2 separate regions of the Columba livia genome follow, and region 2 is linked to region 1. A link is a contact called in public Hi-C data. All regions are on one chromosome and are shown on one strand. The core of a region is the stretch at or near the end of the contact, and the rest is flanking DNA. Distances in the headings are between cores, read along the strand shown. Region 1 has its middle 17 kb from the start of LTBP2. Region 2 holds the start of SYNDIG1L (synapse differentiation inducing 1 like).

Region 1 (6,031 bases), core at 2,013-4,512:
GAGCATTTTACTAGAGATGGGCCAGACAGCTGCAACATGCCCCCCGGCTCCCCAGCCCTGCAGAGGGCTTACTGGGATGCAGCGCACAGAGAGTCCCAGGGCCACGGGCACTGGCTCACAGCTGCACACACTGCCCTGGAGGGCTCGCAAGGACAGGGGGCTGCAGCTGGACAAAGGAGTGAATTAATAAGCTGTTTAAATCCTTCAGCAGAGGCCTGAACTAACAGATGCTGCCAGGAGCTGGTCCCACCCCCTCCTGGGGACTGTCCTTCTGGTCAGAGAAAGATTTTCACAGTGCTTCCAGAGAGGGAGAACCAGCAGCACTTTTGTTTGATACACAGAGCTCCAGGGCCGCCTTCTCCTCCTGTGCCTTTGAACCTGCTCCAGACTTCTCAGCCCTCCAGGCCTCCAAACCTGGCCTGCTGTGGACCTAATTAACTCCCTTGATCATTTATGGTCTTTTGTCACTAAGGCAAGTAACAGGTGAACAGAGGCAGCAGATCCTCACGTGTGTTCACATGGACTCAACTGCTTCCTTTGGTCTGCTGATGAAGCTCTCTCCTGCCTGCCAAGGGTGCCCACGGTCCCTTCTCTGCAGCCAACCACTTCAGAGGGGCTGAGGAGAACACACAGCCTCCCTGCTTCCAGCAAGCTCCCTCAGTACCATTGCAGCCATCAGAAAACACCAGAGTCTTCTCAGAGCATGACACCTTTGAACTCAAGCAAGAAGACCACGGATGACACCATAACCCTGTCTCCTTTGCTAGCACCAAGACACCCCTGAGGGTTTCTCATCGCTCCCTGTTGTTTGCACATTTGCTCATGCACCCACACACGCTCAGAAGCCTCTGGCTCAGCAGGCCAGGCACAGGCACCAGGCCTGATGGTGATGCTGCCACAGTAGTTTCTCCCCTCATTGGTATCCATTCAGGTTTGCACAAAGCCGGACGGATTTAAGAACCTGACCCCACTGATCTTTTACCCATGTTCCCTGGCACCACAAGGATGGAGGGCGGCAGGGCCTTTCACAGGAGGACGCCTGGGCAGGATTATCTTGGGGTTCCTGGACCAAACAGGCAGCTCCTCAGTCTTTGGAAACCTTCCTTGCCTTTGTTCCTTGACCTTCTAGGGCTGGGGGAAGGGATCCCAATGAACATGTTTGTGCTGTTCTTCTTAATAGGGTGTTGTGTAACACAGAGGAAAGTGACTACACCGGGGACCCCAGCTGAGAACAGAGACTTTAATCCTGCTGCCCAGGGAAAACTTGGAAAAAATACCTACATCTGTTCTGTTGCATTAGGCTCATGGCTCAGAGGCTGACAGCTGACGCTGGCTGCTCATGATGCCAAGGTACAGCCCCTGCCAAACAGTGCCAGGGTAAATTACCATGACTGATTAGAAAGGCAAAAGGCAGCCAGAGAAAACTGGGGAGGGAGATCTCCCTGTGCAGGTTTCTGGAGAAGGCAAAGACAGAATGCATAAGAGCACTTTGTCTTCTCCTCTGCCACATTGGCAAACAGAGCAAAGAATGAGCAATAGTGGAAGAGAACAAGGCAGGGGAAGAGATGCAGGGAAAGGGCTGAAGGTAAGGAGGCAGAGAAGAAACCACAGCTGCATCCACCTCTTCACGGTGCTCACTAAGGATGGGCTTCAGGAGACAACCCTCCTAAATTAAACTTGTGCTAGGCTGGGGCCATGGAGGAAGAAAGGTGCTCTTGTGTCTATAACCGGGGTTTAAAGGCTCGAGAAGCATACGGGGCAGATGCTGGCCTCGCAGAGCAGTGCACACTCTCCCTGCTGTCAGTTCTGCCAGCTCTGGGACATGTAAGAACACAAGTGTGGGGCTCCCTGACCCAGCACTCCAACACAGCTCCTTTCCAGGCTCAGGCTTTGTCATCACCTCACATCCACCCAACAGCTCAGAAAGGAGTATAAAGGAAATAAACTATCCAGGGAACAGAACACCACTACTGAAATTTGGCTAACAGCAGACACCTAGATGTTCTGGAAATATGTCAAAGGCTTCTCACCATATTTGGCAGGTCTTTCCATTGATAGGCCTACTGGGAACACGGTAGGTGCTGCCCTGGGACCACAGGGCATGAGGGAGAGGCCCTTCTCTGTGCAGCCCCTTTGACAGGCACAGCAGGACACTGAAGGTGGCCCTCCCCGAGGTGGGAGAGGATTTCTGGAAAGCCGTTAACACCCAGTTCTGTGAAGGATCTGCCTGTTCCTTTTTCAAGTATTAAATTGGCTCAACCCTAATTAGCATGACATCTATGACAGGATTAAAGCAGATTCTGCTTTCCTGCCTAGGGCCACTGGCTGCCAAACACTCCTCCAGGCCAGGATCCTCCACAGGACAGCGCGTGGCTTCAAGAGAAGCAGAAAGAAAACTCCTTTCTAACTCCTGTCTGTCACAGGCAGGTTTTGTCCCCAAAGCAGGAAGCTTTGTTTGGTTTAAATATTATTTAACCATGGATGTTTTCATTATCCACATCCATGTCACACTTTTATCCACCCTTAGGAGGGTGCTTTCCTCAGTCCATCTGTGGAGCAGACAGCTTTGGTTAGCCACGTGCTTGTTGCCTTTCAATCCCTGCTGGCTGTCGCTTTGACCTTGCTTGACAGGACAAGGGATCAGGAGGATCTGTGTTTCCTCAGCACCCTTCAGCCTTCTGTAAACTTCTAATTCAACACCACAACCTCATATCAGACTCTGGTCCTCTATCAGTCTCCACAGGCTACTTCTTCACACAATCCTTAACCTGCAGTGCTGAACCAAGTGCTTGAGGAGCAGGGATCCTACTGAGAAATGCAGCCAGGGATGCTTTCTGATCCATGAGCATGTCTGCACTAGAATCTAAAGATGCCTCTTGGGTCCAACACCACCAGTCCCATGAGTCTTTACCACCTTGCTCCCCTGCTGTTGGACCTGGTGCCTTCCCCTCTGCTCCCTACACTGCTGGGGAGCAGATCCCTCAAGGTCAGAGCCTCAGGCCTGAGCTGGCTCAGCAGTACCAAGTGCCTTTCACCTCACTAATGTGTTTGGTATGTGGCTTCTCTGAAACCCTGCCACTTCCCACTTAAATTGCAGCTCAGCCCTGCTCAGGAGTAGGAACCAGAGGGGCTGAGGCACGGCAGAGCCATCTTTCGGAAAGATATTCCCAGAGCACCTTCTAAAGCCACTTCCCACAGGCTGCTGACACTGCTAACTGCAAAGTGAGAGGTCAGCTGTGCCAAGCCACCTCCACTCAAAACCAGCCTGAGGCAGAGTGTCCAAGGCAGGCACCGCCTGTGCAGGAGCCACTGCAGGACAGTTGCCCCCTGAGGATGGTAGCAGGCTCCTTTTTTCTCTCCTGCCCCTGGAGCTGTTGCACTGCTCCAGTCACCTACTGCAGCTCATCCAAGCTCATGACAACTTCCATTGCCCCAGGTTCCCTGGAAAGTCTAGTGGTGCCTGCAGTTAATAATAAAAAAATCCATTTAGTTATAATGAGCCCTAAAAAGAGAACATCAGCTCTCCGTGCAACAGCTCAATTCTGCTTTCTGGTCCATGCATTAAAACTCCTTCTCCCCTTGCAAACTGATGACTAGTCTGTGTCTCAAAGCCTGAGGGAACACATCTAATCTGGTTAGTGTTATTGCTGTTGTTTGTTCATGTTATGCACATTATTCTAACTAAGCGATTTGTCCTTAGTCTCCTGAGAGACAGTGCTTCAGGTTAATAATACATATGAAAATCCAGCTTCCTTTCACGCATTTTAAATGTATTGCCTGTTGGAAAACAAAAGGACAAGGGGGAGTGGTGTAGCAGGGACTTGTGCAGGACCAGGGGATGCTCCCTGGACGCTCATTCACTTCTCATATGCTTCCGTTTGGTGATTAGAAGCACAGCAAGAGAATCTGCCAGACAACTCATTTGCTAGATTAAGAGATCTACTGAGCAACAACAACAAAACCCCCAGACAACAGTAACTCAAACTGCAGGGTTTCAACAGAGCTGAAGCTGGCCACTCTCAAACCTGACCAGCTCAAGTTGACTATCGGTCCCCCTCTGGTGGCCAACCAGCCACAGCCACCTTCTGTCGACAGCACAGGGCTGCCACATCGCTACCCGTCCCTGCACCGAGGCACCTTGAGCACCCCTGAGCCCCACATCCCCCAGAGCACCCCAAGCCCGGCCAGCATGGCTCTGCTCGGCAGGCGGCTGGGCAGCACGGCTTGCGAGCATGGAGCCGAGTCAGGGAGCATGGCAGCCCCAGGCACCAGGGCAGATGTCATGAAAGTCTTCTAAAGGGGAGAAGATTCATTACCAGAACAGCCAGCATCTGTTCAGCCCTCCAATGTGACAGCCTCCGGGCTACCCACAACTAGGCCCTTGATTTTTAATAGCGATACTGTGTGGCACTAGGAGCCCCCATCTTGAAACAGGGACCCATTGTCCAAGAAGCTACACAACATCCAGACACAGAGAGACTGTATGCTCTGTGGGATGGGGAATGAGATGGTAAGAAAGGACAGAAGATGAACAGGAAGAGAACAAGCAGAAGGAGACAAGACAACACTGGTCAGCATAAGTGACAGCAGTCAGTGAGATGCTCTTAATGGGTGAGGACACGCAGCACAAAAACAACAGTCCAGTGTCTTACAGAAGATAGCAACATGACATTTTTATACTATAATTTTTAGTTTCAACAATGACTACAATTGCTACCAGTGTATTGCCTGTTGTTTCCAATATAAAGGAGCCCCGGAGAGGGAAGGCTGTGTACTTCTGCCGACTGCTCTGGGCACAGACCAGGAGAAGGGGCTGCCAGTTTTCCTTAAGTAGGAATCTGAGTCTGTCCCACACCAGCAATAAAGATCTCTGCAAATCTGAGCTAGCCTCTACACAGCAAACCACTTACCCAGACAAATCTGAACCCCTTGGAGCTGGTTTCGTTTGTATTTCCTTGTGTTTCTTCACCCACTGCAATAAGCAGCACTATCTCATCTCAAGGTAACCTCACACTTCAGTTACCGAAGCACAAGAGAGCTGCAAGCAGCTGTTCCTTCTGTAAGAGATGAGATCTCCAAGATTATGCACGAAATTGCATGGGTTTACAGGCCTTCAGAATTATGTTAGCACAAATCCCCAAATTAAGGGGTGGGTACAGGCCAAGATACTTCTCGCAACTTACCAGAGAATTGCCTCGAGAGGGAGAGAAGAGTTTGCTTTTGACCACTGCAAAGTCACTCAGCTGCAAAATCACCCCAAATCACTCTAGCCTTCACATGCCTCAGAGAAAGCTCTGGAGCAGCCTTAGGCCAATTTCAGTTTCTCCATCCCTCATATGGTGCAAAAGCTCTGCTTCCTTCATTTGTATTCATTGCAGCTTTATACCAAGGCCGAGAGGTTTGGCTCTTGGCCTCACTCCCCGCTTCCAACACCACGTGCAATTGCCCATGCCTCAACATACTTTGCAGCATGCCATCCCTGCAGAAGGGTAGCTGGAAAAGACTGATCAGGAATTTTGGGTGAACTTCAGCTACAGCTGTTTTGTTTCACTACAAAAAAAAAAAAAGTTATAGCAAATTAGGTCTAAAAATGAACACATTCATGCAGTAACACCTCCGCCCTACAATCAAGTTTCATGCTCTGAAGAGCAGAGATTAGAGTTTCTCAAGCATTCAATTAAAAACAAAAAAACAACAACAAGAAAAATCCAACCAACCAACAAAACACAACACACACAGAAAAACAAACAAACAAAATCAAGGAAAGGTTTAAGAGGAAGACACTAAAAATCTCCAATCCTGCACTGCACAGCTGGTGCCAAGGCAGGCTGAGGTTCTGGTGGACTTTGCTGTTTCCTGTAAGTTTTTTCCTTTTATAGTTCCTATCATCGCATGTTAAAACTCCCTCTGCTGTCATGTGCCAGGTCAGTTGGACAGAAGATGGTAGCAGAATAGTCAAAACCATATAAAACACAGTAATTCACTGTGGGAACCAGGAGTTACAACCTGGTTCAACTGACCAAAACTCCAA
Region 2 (6,031 bases), core at 1,462-3,961, 130 kb before region 1:
GTCTCATCTCTGAGCTGGTGTACCTGTGCCCTGGGACAATTTTTTTCATGCCAGCAGTTCAGTTTCCAGACACAAAGCTTGGAGATCAATCCTGTGACCAGCTCTGCTTTTCAAAGGATACCTGAAGTGTTTCAATTTAAAAGGAAGCTGGTTTAAGTGGTGCACCCAAAAAACACTGGGGATCAGTGGAGCCTCCCCTTCCAGGCTGAGCAAAGCATTTGGGCTGGTTTGCTGCTTTTTTAACTAAGAGAAGCAGCAACAGAAAGACAATTTGGAGGAATTCTATAATGGAGGGGTTTTTTTCCCTCTCTAATGCTATGGCTTGGACCTTCAGCCAGAAAAATTAATCATTCACCCATCTCTAACTCTACAGATAGAGAATTACTGGATGATGACCTTGCCTGAAATTGCCCCCTGAAAGCAGCAGTAGAACGATGTCCTGCAAGCGGTGTCTGGCAGTCCCAGGCTGGGGTACAGGGCTTTAGGAAATAGGCAGAAAGAGCCAAAGTCTGCCTGATTCAGGGACCATGCTTGCTAGGGAGCTGGAAAACAATTCCAAGCATAGATAGTAAATTGGAAGGAGGGCAATGAAGGGGTAAGAGAGACTTGAGGAAGCACCACAGTGTATCAATGTCTGTGGGGATGGGGTGGCACCAGAGGCACCCAGCAGGCAGAGCGGTGGTCAGGAAGGGGAGAGCTTTGGGCTGCCTGTCGAGGTCAAGGATGCTCCTGGAAAGCTGCAAGCACATCCCATCCCATGCAGCAGGTCTGTAAAGGGGGCAGCCGAACCACGAGGGCCTGAAGTGCCCAGGCCCGTGCTGGGGGTCCATTCTGTACAGCCCACATGCTGCCTGGCTGGGCAGGACTGGCCCCTCTGGAGCTTGTTCTGCCGAGCTTGCTAGTGGCAAAGGAGGATTTTAGTGGACAAGGTTTTGCCAAGTGCTTGGTTGCCTCTCCACAAGCAATGGCGACGTCTGCAGGCCAGGCTGAGGTCTGGGAGGGGTTGGGTACCATGCAAAAGCCCGGATCTGCTGCAAAAATTCAGTGTGCTGGAGCTGCAGCAAATTACTCATTCTTTAATAATGGTGTTTATTACCTGCCTCTGATGGTGGTTCAGGGAGCCAAAGTGAAGCGGATTCAGCTCCCCGAAGCTTTAGCTCTGACAGCCATTTTCATTACACAAGAAACTTTTGCTGGAGAAATGCAGTCACTACATTTTGGCTTGGGTAATTCCTTTTCCTGACAGCCTACAAAGTAACCAGCTATTATCCCCTGGGGACCAAGGCTTTTTTTTCCTGGTGCATTACAGGCAGGCTCAGACCCTGCTCCTCTGGTTATCCCTGGTATTTATATAGCGCTACCTTCCTCCTGGGAAAAAGGTTTCTACTGGTGGCAGATCCTGAGCTCATGTAAAAGGGAATTTATTTTTTTCAGAAGCAAAGCAGACAGCCCGGTAAAGTGGGTTTGGGGACAGCAGCATGGCTTTTGTGAAACCTGCAGCAGCTTCGGAGAAGGAATTATAAACAGGTGCCGGACAGAGACAGAAAGCGTTTCCCTTTGAAACTCCTGAACGTGTGGCTCTTTCCCCAGATTCAATCTGAGAGGGCATCCACAGGGCTATGGGGAGATTATGCTGTTGAGGCAAGTCGTTTCCTTGCCACAGTTCATGGCACTGAAAGTGGCCCTCTCGATTGAGGTCCCTGGACTGTTCCCCTGCCCAGGTGCATCCCAGGGACGCACCCTGGGGTGGCCAGTGGCAGGGTGGCTCCCACCGGCTGCTGAAGCTTCTCAGCAGAAGGAAAACCACCCCCAAACTTCAGCCAGGGGCTGACCTGCCTCCCAGGGAGGGAGCCCTGATGGCTGTCTGGGTCCAAGGTGCCATTGCAGTTGCTCTGACATATCTGGCCTCCAAAACTTTTGCTGAAATCCTTACATTTCACCCACCCCAGAGCCTCAGATCAGGTAATTTTGTCCTGGTTTCTCCAGGGTGCAGCCTTTCAGCTTTACAGCCCCCCACATATTTTCCAACCCCCATGGGCCAACCTGAGCTTGGTGCCAGGCTGGCTTCTCCTGGGGTCCTGCTGCTGCCCCATGGGAACAGCCTGGCGACACGGGGGATGAGCACCATGACCCCCCAGGAAAGCCACCCACTTGGCTCCAAGCAGTGATGTGCCCATCCGAGAACAGTTCCTTACCTGCATGTGGAGGAAGGGCTCACCCACCAAGTTGTAGCATCGGCGGCAGAAGTGGAGCGCTGGCGGCAGGCATGACCGCGGCCAGCAGCAGCTCGGCTGCGGGGATGCCGCGGCCTGTCACCCGGGTGGGCTGGCGTCCAGCAGCTCTGCGGCGGGCCCAGCCGTGGGCTGTGGGGAGCGGTGGGAGCGGCGTGGCGGAGCCCCAGCCAGCGCTGGGGTGTGCAGCAGAGCACCAGGCAGTGCGCGGGGCTGTGCAGCAGCAGCAAAGCCCTCTAGCTGCAGCAAAACCGTACTTCACGTTCGTGTCCAGAGACCCCCGTTTGCTCACTCTCTCGCTTGCATGCTCTCGCACGCTGGCTGTGGCACCACCAGGTCCTAAGGCTCACTAATGAGAGCTGTGCATTGCAACCGCTCCTCTTCTACTGCGTCCTCCTGATGTGATATCTTTCCCTGCTGGTTTAGATAAGAAGAAAGAAACTCTCTCTCTCTTCTGCTCACTGCATTTCCCAGGGCACAGCCCTTCCCACTCCCCCGGCAAGGGAATGACCCAGTGCCAGCAAGCGGAGTTTAAAGGAAAAGGATAAATGGGATTTCTCACTGCCAGAGCTGGTGCTGAGGGGTCAGGCAGCTTAACCTGGGGGCTGCATCCCTGGGGTAGGCAGCTTGTTTGTTGGCTCAGCCAGGTGTTTGTCTGCCTTGCTCCAGAAGGACCTGTGTGGGATGTTGATTTACCTCACACACACCTGGGCACCACTCTGGTTAGTGGAGTTAATCCCAGTTTGCTCCAGCACAGCAGGAGTCAACACCGCAGCCCCCACAGCCCATGCTTCCCACACCCCCTCCCCTGACCCTGGCAATGCCCCGGGGAGCCCGTGCTGCTCCCCCACACTCTGGCAGCTCTCCAAGTCCTTCGCTCTGTTTTAATTTGCTCCTAAACTCCCCAGGTGCCTCCCCAGTGGCTCCCCCAGCTCAGGAGCACCCAGCACCAGGGCGAATGCTGTCAGATGTGCATGCAGCTGAAGCCTGGTCCAGCCAGGGGGATCTCTGCTCACACGTGGGCAGAGCTGCCTGCCCTCGCCTGTCCCCAGTGCCACTCTGCCCGGGAGTGGACCATGCCATGCAGACGCTGGTGTGACCCACAGCCAACCGTGCCCACCACTCACACTACCTACCCAGTGGTTGCCCCTCACAGCCTGCACTGGGGCCCCCTTGGGGCCACCCTGTGGCTTCTCAGGACAAAGTGCCTTTCTGGAGGCCTGAGCTTGTCTCCAACATCCCCTAACTTCTTCCAGGTGCTGAATTGACAGGTGATGGGTTATGTGCCAGGGTAGGTGGGTACTGAGGTCCCATTCCCAGAGGGGCTGGGACTCTGGCTAAGGGAGGAGATGGCAGGTCAGCTTCCCCTCTGCTCCAGCTTCTAGAGAGGTACATGTCTTGCCAGTAGCAGCTGCCAGATCCTTTTGCAAAACTGGAGGAGCTGGCTGGATTACATGGGTTAATGTTGGGACCGAAGGGCCTGTGTTCCCTGAAGAAGCAGTGATAGGTGTCCAGCTTTCCCTCCCTGGGGGTGATCTGTATGTCCTGCTGTCAGCATCTTCCAGCGGGTCTGGGAAGTACATGAACCCAAAATGCCAGCTCCGGGCTGGGGGGCTCAGCTGGCAGGTTGTCTTCCGGGATGTCAGCTGGAGCGCAGAGTTGCTGCTATGAACAGAGTGACGCCCAGGGAAAAGGTGTCCCTGCCAGCCAGACCCAGCCAGCATAGCTTGCGGGGGCACTGAGAAGGGAATAATCCATCCACAATCCCTAGGGAGTGGGACAGACAACAAAGGGCTTGGGATGCGGCAAAGATTTGGCATCTCTGTCGTCTGAGGTCTGTCAGTTCAGGTTAGAGGCATCCTTTGGGAATGGCCTTGGCAGGAAATGCCTCTCCTTGGGGAAGAGGGACAGAGCAGGCCCCTCACAATGGCTTCTTCAGTGACTCTGACTCAGCCAAACTCTCAGTGGGTGTGAAGCAAAGCCCTGGCCATGCGTGCCCCTAAACACGGAGGTGTTTGCAAGCAGAGCTCAGGTCCCCAGTCCTCTGTGAGATCAGGGTGAGCTGCAGCCCTGTGAGGAAGCGGAGGAAGCAGTGGGAGGCAGTGCGATGTGCTGTTGCGTGGCTGGGAACAAGGAGGTTTGGTGACAATTGCCTTACCTGGTTGAGAGTCACCCTAAGGGTCCTCCTCACGTCCCCAGGACCCCACTTTCCCTGCCCTGCTGTTTGCCTCAGTTATCAGACTCTGTGCAGCCCCATCCATCCATCCAGCACACACTAATTAAAAGCAAACAAAGAGGGCCTCATCACATGGACAGCCTTTTGGCAAGGCCAGAGGGGCTGTGAAGGCAGGCAGAAGAGATGTGGGCTTGAAACCCCTTTTCTCCATGCCATGGGGAAGTCTGAAAGAAAAACTCCATGGCTGGATGAAGCACCCTCATCCACGGCTTGCTAAGACCCAGAGACCTACCTCAGCTCTACATCATGCCAAGGTGCTGAGGTGCCAAGTCACCTGGCAGAAGGCAAGCAGGAAGGATGGCTGACAAGGCAGTGCTGCCACTGCAGTGTGCATTGTCACCTCCACCACAGCCGTCCCCTGCACAGCCGCCGCCAGTGGCTTTTGTCAGCCCAGGGCAGCTGCTCTGTCCTTCACCGGGGCTGCACACATCCCTGAATTAACATACAGGCGCTGTGATTGCTCGGTGGGGTGGGGGATTAGCTCTCACCAACTTTTACAGATATACTGCTTAGTGGCAGAACTGCAGCACTGTTTCTCCTGCTTTAACAATGATAAGGCAACATTAGCATCCCAAATCAAAATCTCTCCAACCTCGGGCAGCTCTGAGAGAAATGTATGCGTGCACAGATATTATATGTACATGGTAGTGCTTGTGGAGGTATGGCAAAAACTAGCCTAGGCAATGTGGTTTCAGGCTTTGCTTTTATAATGACAGCAGTCCAGATTAGAAAAGGGCAGTGTCCCTGGGAGGTGACACGAGGCAAAAGGGCTGTGTGACCTAGAGTCAGTCAGAGATGAACCACCTGAGGATAAGCTGCCACTCAGAATCTTTCCTACCCAGGGGAGGAAAAGGGACAGACTCCAAAGGGAATGGAGCAAAATTCACAAACCCTCCTGCTCTGCAGAAACTTCTTGTTGTATTTATGCATCCACTGGGATGAATGAAAAGAAAGTGGATATCAAAGGGCCCTTTGCTCTCAGATGCAAGGGAGATTGCTGGCAAGAGCCCATCCAGCAGAAGGAAATGAGATCTTATTACATTAAATATTAGCTGATGCACTATCACATTGGACATGCTATATCAACTAAATAATACACCTCTTCAAAAAATAATTTGAAAAAATGTTGTCATAGACATAAACTATGTGAGAAAAAGGCTGTGCTTGCGTTTCAGGGCTGCCTCACACATGAGGGTGGGCTTTTGTTTTTGCTTACGTTCTTTCAAACATTAAAAACCTCCCTGACAATATGCCCTGAGCTTCACATGCTTCATCTAACTACAGACATAGCAACAGATAAATATGCCACAGCAAATTTGGTAACATTATTTTATTGATGGCCAAAAAAAAAACCCCAGCTCACTCGAGACTGAAAGCTTGAACTCCTGCCAAATAGTCGCACGCGGAGAGCTGAGATTAAAGATTTTGTGCCAGAAAGGGGGAGAAACTACTAAAACCCCCAATAATTGGAAGCCTTCTGTGAAGGTGAGGACTCGGCTGCAGAACATCCTCAAAGTAGCAGAAACAGAGAGCGGAGACAATGAAAGGGAAACAAATCACACTC

Evidence for each region. Hi-C and Micro-C count contacts between places; a contact is called where the count stands out from the background.
Region 2: a Hi-C map of liver shows a contact between it and region 1, with 2.4 times the contacts expected there. The contact joins the promoter of SYNDIG1L here to the enhancer-like site in region 1. A contact is called at or near these places in 2 of 2 Hi-C or Micro-C datasets (crop and liver).

The regions. Positions count from the first base shown.
Region 1 is chr5:25,616,537-25,622,567 of bColLiv1.pat.W.v2, reverse strand. No RefSeq gene overlaps it. Among named protein-coding and RNA genes, the nearest start is that of LTBP2, 17 kb to the left of the region's middle. Within about 2 kb of position 3,262, at least 1 of the 3 cell types and tissues checked has an H3K27ac peak away from gene starts, as active enhancers do.
Region 2 is chr5:25,750,783-25,756,813 of bColLiv1.pat.W.v2, reverse strand. It overlaps SYNDIG1L (synapse differentiation inducing 1 like), which reads right to left and starts at 2,711. Exons shown (of 4, transcript XM_005502335.4): 1 at 2,196-2,711.